Linked DNA regions of Danio rerio: region 2 is linked to region 1. The links are chromatin contacts, called in public HiChIP or PLAC-seq maps. All regions are on one chromosome and are shown on one strand. Each heading gives the region's core, a stretch centred on a gene start, on an enhancer-like site or on the middle of the called end of the contact. The rest is flanking DNA. Distances are from core to core; before and after follow the strand shown.

Region 1 (4,914 bases), core at 697-3,196:
CTACTTTATCATTGGTAGGAATTTTAGATAAAGTAGAAGACGCACCATGAGAGTTCTCCAGAAGTGGAGACTCTGATTGTGTTGAGCACAAATCGAACAGCTCAGGTGAAGATCTACCTATGGATGCAGGTGTGGAGAAAATTGTTCTGCTGTCAGGGGAGACAGAGCTTAATCTGTGCTCTGGTGTGTAGCAAATATCTTGGTCTGCAGGTGAAATAGATATTTCCTGAATAGACATGGAGTCTGTTGGAGAAGCGTTTGACAGGTCTGATGCAGAGCCACTGTTTACAATCTTTTGTGGAAGAAGAACTCTTTCTTCTTGCGGATTACTGGAGGCTATACCTTCTTTGCTCACAGAAGACATCTCAATATCTTGTTCAATTTTAGATTCTGCCAAGTCTTCACAGCTTGTACACTTAGATATACTTATGCAACCTTGCTCGTCTTCAAATGGGCTTGCACTTGTATGTTGAGGTGTTGTTATGTTCACTTCTTGCTCCATAACAATGGCTTCGTTCTGCTCTGAAGAGCAAGATGTAGGATTAGTAGTTTCCTTTGATGAATTAATAAGACAAGTATCTGGTGTTGAATTAATATCCTGTGGTACAGGTTCATCTGTTTCAATCACCGGGGCAGCGTTCACTGACACTTGGGGTTCTTCCCAGTAATCTTTATGTGAAAGGTCATTACCATTCACTTCGGGTGCAGGTGGTGTGCAGTCAAATGCATTAATTCCATTTTGGAAATCAGACAAGACGGTTGATTCAGGTGGCGGTGAATCAGTTATACTGTTCTCTGATGTACAAAAATCTTGTGTATTCTTTGGAGAGGGTGTGCTGTAGGTGACTTCAGCGTTGTCACTTAAGTCAGATCCATTGGCAGTGTGATAAGATCCTGAGGAGTCATTGGCATCATCTGCTGGGAAAGGCTGTTCAATTTCCTTCCTGGCATATGTAGCAGAGGCTGGGCTACTGGAAAGTGACTGGGACTCGCCGTCATCTCCAAAAATGTCACACAGACAGGTTGTTTCGGATATGGCATTGCGATGGCTGGGGATTGAAGTGATGTCAAATATCTCAACGCGATTCGGCCCTTCGCGATTCTGCAGGTTAAATGTGTGTGGAGCACTGCGAAGGAAAGAGTAGCTGTCTCCTTCTAAAACCCAGCGTTCCATTTCTTCACTTCAGATATCCCAGACATTGGGTGGTCTCTTGAGCAGTTTATAAATGTCTGAGCTTGCCATTCAGCAGTTTTTGAATCTGTTCACATCTGAAACATGAAAGGAAAATCGTACAATCTTGTTAACTGTAAATCATTTCTTTTTGTGAGCTACAGTCCTAAATTCTAGTTACTAAAATGATTGTCTTTTTACCTTTACAAAACTGTGCTTGACTAAAAGGTCACTATTAAGGTAGCTGAACGGCTTGGAGACTTACTGATGCAAAAATATGTACAGTACCAATCAGTGTAACAACATACATGCACAAAAGTTCACATAAAAGCCATCAAATTGAATACTTGCCTTTTTCCGCTGTTTTCCCATGTGGTCATTTCAATGGAGCAGCCTCTCCAGAGAACATTCACAGGGGACAGTTACGCACTGAACCATGAGCTGTGAATGAGGCTCCTGCTGGGGGGTCCAGGTTTCCAAGTGCCAAACTGACCCTTCATCGAAACAGGCCACTCGGTGCACAGAAATGTCCAGCCCCTTAAGCTAAGCCCCAAAAAATGCTGTGCCATTAGCCACGTCTGAGCTAGCAGAGCCTGGCTATTTCAATCATCGATTGATACCACTTTTTAAAAAGCATGCACAGAAAAAAGGACATGATGAAACTGACCTGCGGCTTTTTTAATCATGCTTTAACATAGGTGCATGCCTCTGCCAAGCTTAATAGGGGGTTACAGCTAAGAGCAGGTGCTGCGATAGCATAGACGGAGCCTGCGAATGGAATTTGACACACTAGGCCAAAACAGTCATAGGGGCTTCCTAATTTTAGACCTCTTCTATCAGGGGAAACTCTGCTTTGAGAGGCTGCCTAGAGACACATAGAGGACACGAACGCCAGCTTTACAAAGTATACACTGAACTTTCTCTAGTATTAGATTGCGACATCTTGTTCTAGAAAACTCCTCACACTACTTTTGATGTTTCTTTTTACTTGTAAAGATTATTTAAAAAATCGTGATTCTGAGCTTGTGTGGCTTTGTGGTTAGCACTCTCACCGCACTGCAAGAAGGTCGCTGGTTTGAGTCCAGGCTGGACCAGTTGGCATTTCTGTGTGGAGTTTGCATGTTCTACCCGTGTTGGTGTGGGTTCCCCCACAGTCCAAAGACATGCGCTATAGGTGAATAGGATTAACTACATTGGCCGTAGTGCATGAGTATGTGTGTGTGAAAGAGTGTATAAGTGTTTTCCCAGTAATAGTTTGTGGCTGGAAGGGCATCCGCTGCGTAAAACATATGCTGGAATAGTTGGCGGTTCATTCCGCTGTGGCAACCCATGATAAATAAGGGACTAAGTCAAAGGAAAACTAATTAATGAATGGTTTGAGCTTGAAAATGCTGCTGGTAACCACTTGAACGCACAACATGCAGTAAACTGCCTTCTTTCCATACTGTCTTGCTCTTTGTTCAGAATGTCAAAGTATATTAGTTCCACGTGGTTACAAAATAGTCCATCATCTTACTGGGAAAGAATGCTGAGCGCTTCTGCAGTGCTGGGATTTAGTGTTCACACAACACCACTGACTGAAATCCAAAAGCACAAGCAGCTTGACAATACCAAGAATAGGTCTTTGATCAGCTGACGGACAGTCAAAACAAAACTGTGAATGACCATGAATTCAAGCTGCAGACCATTTAATAGTGTTAACTGAAAAACTGCGTGATTTTGCACAGCTTTATTAAATTAGTAAGAGGAAACCTTTAGCAGCTGTTTATAGTAGTTGTATCAGAAAAGACAAAGAATTTCTGCAGTTCAAACAAGTGTAGTACATATAATGAGACATGAAAATACAAGGTCTGTTTTTTGTCTTTATCTAGTGCACTGTACATAAACTTGGTTGCAGAAATCCCCCCGCAGAAACATGACACATAGCTATCTTTGGGTGTGTGTATTTAGATATTCTATTTTTTGACAAATATGCCGTGGCTCAGAAATAAAAGAAGGTCACTCGACAATTTGTATACAAAATGCCAAGCAATCTTTCAGATATGCAGCCATCCATTATACAGTATGTACAGTTGAAGTCAGAATTATTAGCCCCCCTGAATTATTAGCCCCCTGTTTATTTTTTCCCTCAATTTCTGTTTAACAAAGAGATTTTTTTCAGCACATTTTTTATCATAATAGTTTTAATAACTTATTTCTAATAAGTGATTTATTTTGTCTTTGCCATGATGACAGTACATAATATTTTACTAGATATTTTTCAAGACACTTCTATACAGCTTAAAGTGACATTTAAAGGCTTAACTAGGTTAATTAGGTTAACTAGGCAGGTTAGGGTAATTAGGCAAGTTATTGTATAATGATGATTTGTACTGTAGACTATTGAAAAAATATATAGCTTAAAGGGGCTAATAATTTTGTCCTTAAAATGTTTAAAAAAAAATTAAAAACTGCTTTTATTCTAGCCGAAATAAAACAAATAAGACTTTATCCAGAAGAAAAAATATTATCAGACATGCTGTAAAAATGTCCTTGCTCTGTTAAACATAATTTGGGAAATATTTAAAAAATAAAAAAAATTCAAAGGGGGGCATGCGGTATCAAATTTCATTAAAACAACACTCTTCCAGCAGTTCATACTCGCATCCAATATCTTGTTTTTTTCACGGGGGCATGCATGAAATTCTCCTGAATGAAAGTGAAAGTGCCAAACCACAGTTAAAGTCGACAAATTAAAAATGAAACAGCTGAAATTGCATGAAACTCCAGAGGAAACGTGGATAGCGTGGTAACACTATGACATTAATCGAATTAAGTGCTATAACATGTAAAACATATGAAAGGAACATTCACAAAACAACTCATGTAAACACCTTCAATATATTATTGTCTTGTTCAGATTACAAAAAAAAACTTGATGAAGGTTTGAAACCACTTGAGTGTTAGTAAATAGTGAGTAAATTTTCATTTTTGTGATTAAAGACAAAAAAAAACATCCTTCATGTTGTACAAAACAAAATGATTAAGTTAACTTAATGGTTCTTATAAATTTAAGTGGATTGAACATAAAACTTTTAAGTTCTCCCCCCCCAAAAAAAAAAAAAACACAACTCAAGAATTATGTTGATATTTGGCTTATTTTAAAAAAGTAGTTTGAACAAGCAGCAACAATCATTTTTGAGTGCATCTCTTTAAAGGTAATTCTGAACAATTCTGTGCTTGTTAAGGGATTTGTGGAGGACAGTATTATTTCTATCTATTAACATTGGAGTATAATAAACAGGGTCATTGCATTCATTTAAAAGATATATCTTTAAGAAACAAATCTTCCTCTTTTGAAAGCTTTTTTTATAGTTCATGGTCAGAAAAACGTCCAGTCAGAAGGAGATCCTCTCCAACAGCTAATGCAGTTCAATGTCACAAGCTGAAAAAACAAAACAAAAGCATTATTCCTTAAAGAAGTTCCTTAATCTCTTCAAATCGAATGATCTGTTCTATAAAATACCAAATAAATGTATTATAAGTGGAAAAAACTAATATAGAATTGAACTTAACAGGAAATAAGTTGAATCAATAGGAACTGTCTTAAGTTTGTAGCACAATTTTAAGTGACTTACGTAACGGTTTTAGTCTCTGTGCTCGTGAAAAATAGCACGGTGCTAAAATCCCAGCTGCATCTCCAGGAGTCAACAGCACACCGTTCTCTGACCAGAAGAACTTAATCCCATCTGAACACCAACCAG
Region 2 (4,914 bases), core at 1,539-4,038, 180 kb after region 1:
ATCCTTTCTGCCTCAATGATCACAGGAAGGTTTCAGGTTACAGGTGATCAAATTCCTCAATATCTCACAGATGAACACAAAGACGGTGTCGGAAACCCTTAAAAACACTGCATTTGCTGGAGTACATGAAGAGTGGAGGAAAACAACACACAACTAAATGTTTTGCAACATCCTATCTATCAAGAGTCTATCAATTTTTGAGACAGCATCATTAATAAATTAAATCAACATATAGTTTTATTTATTCACACCAACTGTGCTTGAAAATCTGCTTGCTTATTTTTAGCGTAAATCGTTAGACCTGGCCTTCAAAGCTCTTCTGAAACCAGCTATCTTAAAAAAGTGGAAAAATATTAACTGTACAGTCAGAAAGGCCATGCTTTTTTTTACTTTTCCAAAATATTGACTTGTTAAGAATAAGAAAGCACAAGTATATTAATTTTATTAAATATTAACACTCATAAAAAGTTAAACAAATGTTAGGAAAAAAGAATTACAAAGGATATTTTAAATTTTCATTAAACAATTGTATTTGTATTGCTTAAAGGTGAATTAACTGATCTTCTTCTCAAGTGTGATGTTTTGCATACTAATGAAGCATTTTTAGAAGCTTGTCTAAAATTAACTTGAGCTCTGCAGCGAAACTTCCTGTCAGCACAGAATTTGCAGTTGAGCTTTTTGACGATGTGCAGAGATTTAATAAAAAAAGAGGACGTATGTACGGGTGCGGCCAATGGAGGACTGGAGAATGATTGACAAGTGACAAATTCCACTAAACTCCACCTGTTAATGTCAGCTGCCTATATAAGCTTAAGTCAGGAAATGAAAATTGTGCACACCTCCTGAATGTAACTTTAGCATTGAGGATACCAGAATTCTGTGAATCGAATGATTCATTTGTGTCCAATAAATTGCTAATATGTTAAACCTTGAAGAAAAACCTCTCTTGAACACCATGGAATTGATTAAATATTCCAACACAAAACAAAAAGCATCACATGAAATATCACGTGTGGAACACATAAGAAATATGTGGTTTTGCAATATTTTCATGAGGGGAAAATAACCACATCTTCCCACATGAAAATGTTCCAAAGTCATACGTTTTAAGTGTTTAATATCTAATTTGAAACCTGTTGAATCTGTGACACTCATGTAGTTTTTCTGCAAAGATAAGTTAACATGTCTAGATACATAATACAACCTAATTCTGATAATTTTGAGGCTTACCCTGGTAGTATTGACAGTCATATTATTTTTACCAAGGTATTTGCATGGTGCTCCAGGGTACACCATAAAAACCATGATTATTATGACGTATAATCACATTATCATATACAAAAGAACATGATAACATGGGTATTTTCAAACTTACAATCATATATGACTGCAATAATATTCATCATGCATCACAGGAATTGGAAATACTCTAAAAGAACCCTCCATAATAATTATTAAGGCTTATAAAGACATTGCGTATGTCCAAAAACCTTAACATCACCAGACTGCATTTATTTTGATACATACAAGTCAAACTAAATGATTACCAAATTCATAAGATGACACAACAAAATCCGATAGCACTACCATGGTACCATGTGGAAATAGCATGACACTTTGTTAAAGGGACAGTTCACTCAAAAAAATTAATAAAGAAATATTGTTCTAACCAGTAACCATTGACTTCCATTTGTTTTACGTACTATGAAAGTCAATGGTGACAGGTTTTCAGCTTTCTTCAAATTATCTTCTTAAGCGCCAACAGAAACTCATAGTGGTTTGGAACCACTTGATTGTGAGTAAATGATAATTTTTGGGTAAACTATCCCCCTTTAAACCCTAGAAGAACGATTGGTTACGATACAAATTAATAACAACAGCAATAACAGCTCTCTATTATATCGAATTAGCTGGAAATATATCAGATTCTCACCGAGGTATTTGATGTCGAAGCCCTGCGGTGGTTTGAGGGACCTCCTCATCCAAGCCTCCCTCAGCACCTCCAGGTGATCCTCCTTCCCCTGGATCAGTAACACATGCTCGTCTATCCAGCCCAGGAAAAATGTCTCGGCGATGGCATCGGCCACCATCTTATTCCAGAAATATTTCATGTTGAGCGATTTGAAGTCGGCGAAGATCTCGTAGCCGGTGTGATGGTGCGGCGGCTCCTCGCTCTCCGTCACCCCGGGCGCGTCCTCCGCCACGACGCGCGACAGCACGATGGCCAGCGAGTGCGGAGCGATCTGCAGGAAAGGCTCCATTGATCCTCTCGAAGATGCCCGCTTAGACTCGACGCATTCCCCGCGCCTGAAAGCGCAAACAAGGCGATGGATGGATGGATTGATTGACTGATTGAGCGCGCGCCCGCAGCCAGACAAAGAGCGCGTTTGCGCGTTAGTTCATTTGACCTGCCTGTATAAGGTGATGCAATTACTGTAATAAAAGAGCATCGTGGCGATAAACAGAGCGTCGAATCATTATCGTTCCAAACAAAGGCCTGGGTGGATGCGGGATGTCATTTTAAGGGTAGAACGCGCAGGTGATCATGTTATTCTCCGCTGAAATCGCCGCATATTATCCATTCCTCACCTTGATCAGAGACAACGGCGTGAAAATAATGACATCCTCTTCCAGCGGGGATGCGGGATGGAGAAGAGCATTCTCTCAATGTCCGCGGATGAAAAACGCGTTTGCGTCAAAGTCATAAAAGGAGAGATTTGTCGTATTATTTTTTTTCTTCGTCGAGATGCGGTGGATCCCTGCAGGCCGGTGCGTGACGATGCCTGTGTGGTTTACGGTGTGTAAAGCAGGTTATTACCTTGAAGCTCCCGCAGCTCACACAGGGACGCCCTCTAAAGGCGGAGGAGAGGCACTGCAGGCGCAATCGAACTCCCCAGTACAAGTGTCAGTCAAAAATGAAGATAGTCACGAAATAATCCTCCTCCTGTCGACCAAGCACAGTTTTAAACTTAAACAGTGCTTCAGTCGGCGACAGAACACTTGGTTATGTTATCAAAAATGTGTTTTCAAACAACGGCAATATTAAAGCTGCAAAAAGTAAACAATAAATCACAACAACACTGGTCCAGAGGACATTTTCCAATACTTATGTTAATTATACGACAGTTTGGGGTGAAAATGGGTCAAAATTGAGTTATTTACTGGATGTAATGAGCTGAACAAGAAAATCAAACCAGTAGCTGCGAACTGAAACACGGAATAACCTTCGAGTTTAAAGGTCCCGAGATTGAAATAGTTTTTTAGATGTTAGTATCAGTAGGATATCTAGCTATTGTGTGTTCAAAACAGTCACAAAATTTGCATTCAGAAGATATAAATCTGATATAAACATTCAGCCTGTTTGTCATTTCCACCTAAATGGATCAACGGCTTTCTCCACGTCACCTTATACTTATTTTCTCATCAAATCGTGACCAATCAAATGCTCTCTAGTCGGCAAACCCCGCCCCCTTCAAGACGCTTCACATTTAGTTTAACTCTTTTTATTGACAGTTCTTAATCAGGGAGGTAGCTACTACAAGTGAGGGAAAGAAAAACCACAACACATTACTTTCACAGTGTAAAAAAATACTGTGTGGTAATTAAACACATTCCTTACCCTCTGAACCATATTGAGATAGAAATAAAGTAAACAACAACAACAACAAAAAGAAACAAATAAGAAAAAAACATACATAATAATAATAATTATTATTATGATAATAATAATAATAAATTAACAAATGACACCTAAGTGAGCCATTACCGTTAAATGTAAAATATCACGCAAATTCCTTTCTTAACCCTCTCAGGCTCAAATTAAGTTTTAGAAACAGGAAAAATCTGATATTTGGGGAAAATTATCAGATGGGGTAGTACAATAGAATCCTGACTTTTTTTTTAGAGAGACCTTCTCATGCAAGGCGTTCTGGGATGTTGCAGATTTTCAACATTGGCCCAGTGTGGAAATTAGAGACTGACGACTGAATATGATATGAACAATAACTTTTTATATACAACTTTTCAAACAATGTAACAAATAGCTTTTCAGTGGCAGAACAACAACAAAAACAATATGGGATCCAAATCCAGTATCTCAAATCCTCATTGAGTAGGTCATGTTTCCAAGTCACTTTGTCAAGTGGTACTCCAAGAAACAGTTTTTGTCTTTTGTAAATAGTTTGTTGCTAATGGACAAACAAATGTTTTTTGTCCATTTTTTCTTTCATTTTTTGCTTCATTTCATTCATGTTTTTTATCTCGTTTTTGTTCATTTTTTCTTTTGTTCTTTACTTTTAATTTTTGTTTGTTATTTATTTCATTTTTTATTCATTATTTAATTTTCCTTTTGTTAGTTTTTTGTTCTTTCATTCTTTATTATTCTTTTGTTTTTTATTTGTTCTCTTTAGTTATTTTCTCAATTTTTTCTTCTTTCTATGAACACAAAAATGTGCATGTCCTTGATTTTTTTATGTCTAATAATAGTTATTTTAATAATAACTTTGACCAAAGATTGTTCTGTTTCCTTTTAGGAAACACTAAGATATGCAAAAATAAATAAATAAATAAATAAATAAATAAAAAATAAAAGAAAAGAATAAACAAAAAATATTCATGTACAAGTGCACAAAAAACTAGAAAAGAGTTTTTGTTCATCCAATTATTGTCCATCAGACATCAATATGGCTTCAACTGATACAATGCTAAATTTATAAACAGTAGTATGTTTACCACGGATTTACAACTTGATACCACAATGGTATAATTTTACCATACTATTGGGCAATATATCAGTCAAATGTGCAAAATCAGTATTGATACAAAACAAATACAGCTAAAGGCAAAATTATGATCATTTGGGAACTATTTCCCAAATTATGTTTAGAAAGAAATTTTTCACAGTATTTCCAGTAA

What was found. HiChIP or PLAC-seq counts read pairs in DNA pulled down with a chosen protein or histone mark.
Region 2: an H3K4me3 HiChIP or PLAC-seq map of gastrula embryo shows a contact between it and region 1, with 4 times the contacts expected there. The contact joins the promoter of stox2b here to the promoter of si:ch73-43g23.1 in region 1. A contact is called at or near these places in 2 of 4 datasets of contacts at active chromatin or transcription factors (embryo and gastrula embryo).

The regions. Positions count from the first base shown.
Region 1 is chr14:7,666,491-7,671,404 of GRCz12tu, forward strand. si:ch73-43g23.1 reads right to left here and starts at 1,947. Exons shown (of 2, transcript XM_021481106.2): 1 at 1,523-1,947; 2 at 1-1,269. The coding sequence starts at 1,174. trpt1 (tRNA phosphotransferase 1) reads right to left here. Exons shown (of 7, transcript NM_001013291.3): 6 at 4,789-4,899; 7 at 4,292-4,595. The coding sequence ends at 4,573.
Region 2 is chr14:7,844,291-7,849,204 of GRCz12tu, forward strand. It overlaps stox2b (storkhead box 2b), which reads right to left and starts at 2,789. Exons shown (of 5, transcript XR_012390200.1): 1 at 1,934-2,789. LOC141377682 (a long non-coding RNA gene) reads right to left here. Exons shown (of 3, transcript XR_012390213.1): 3 at 4,435-4,914.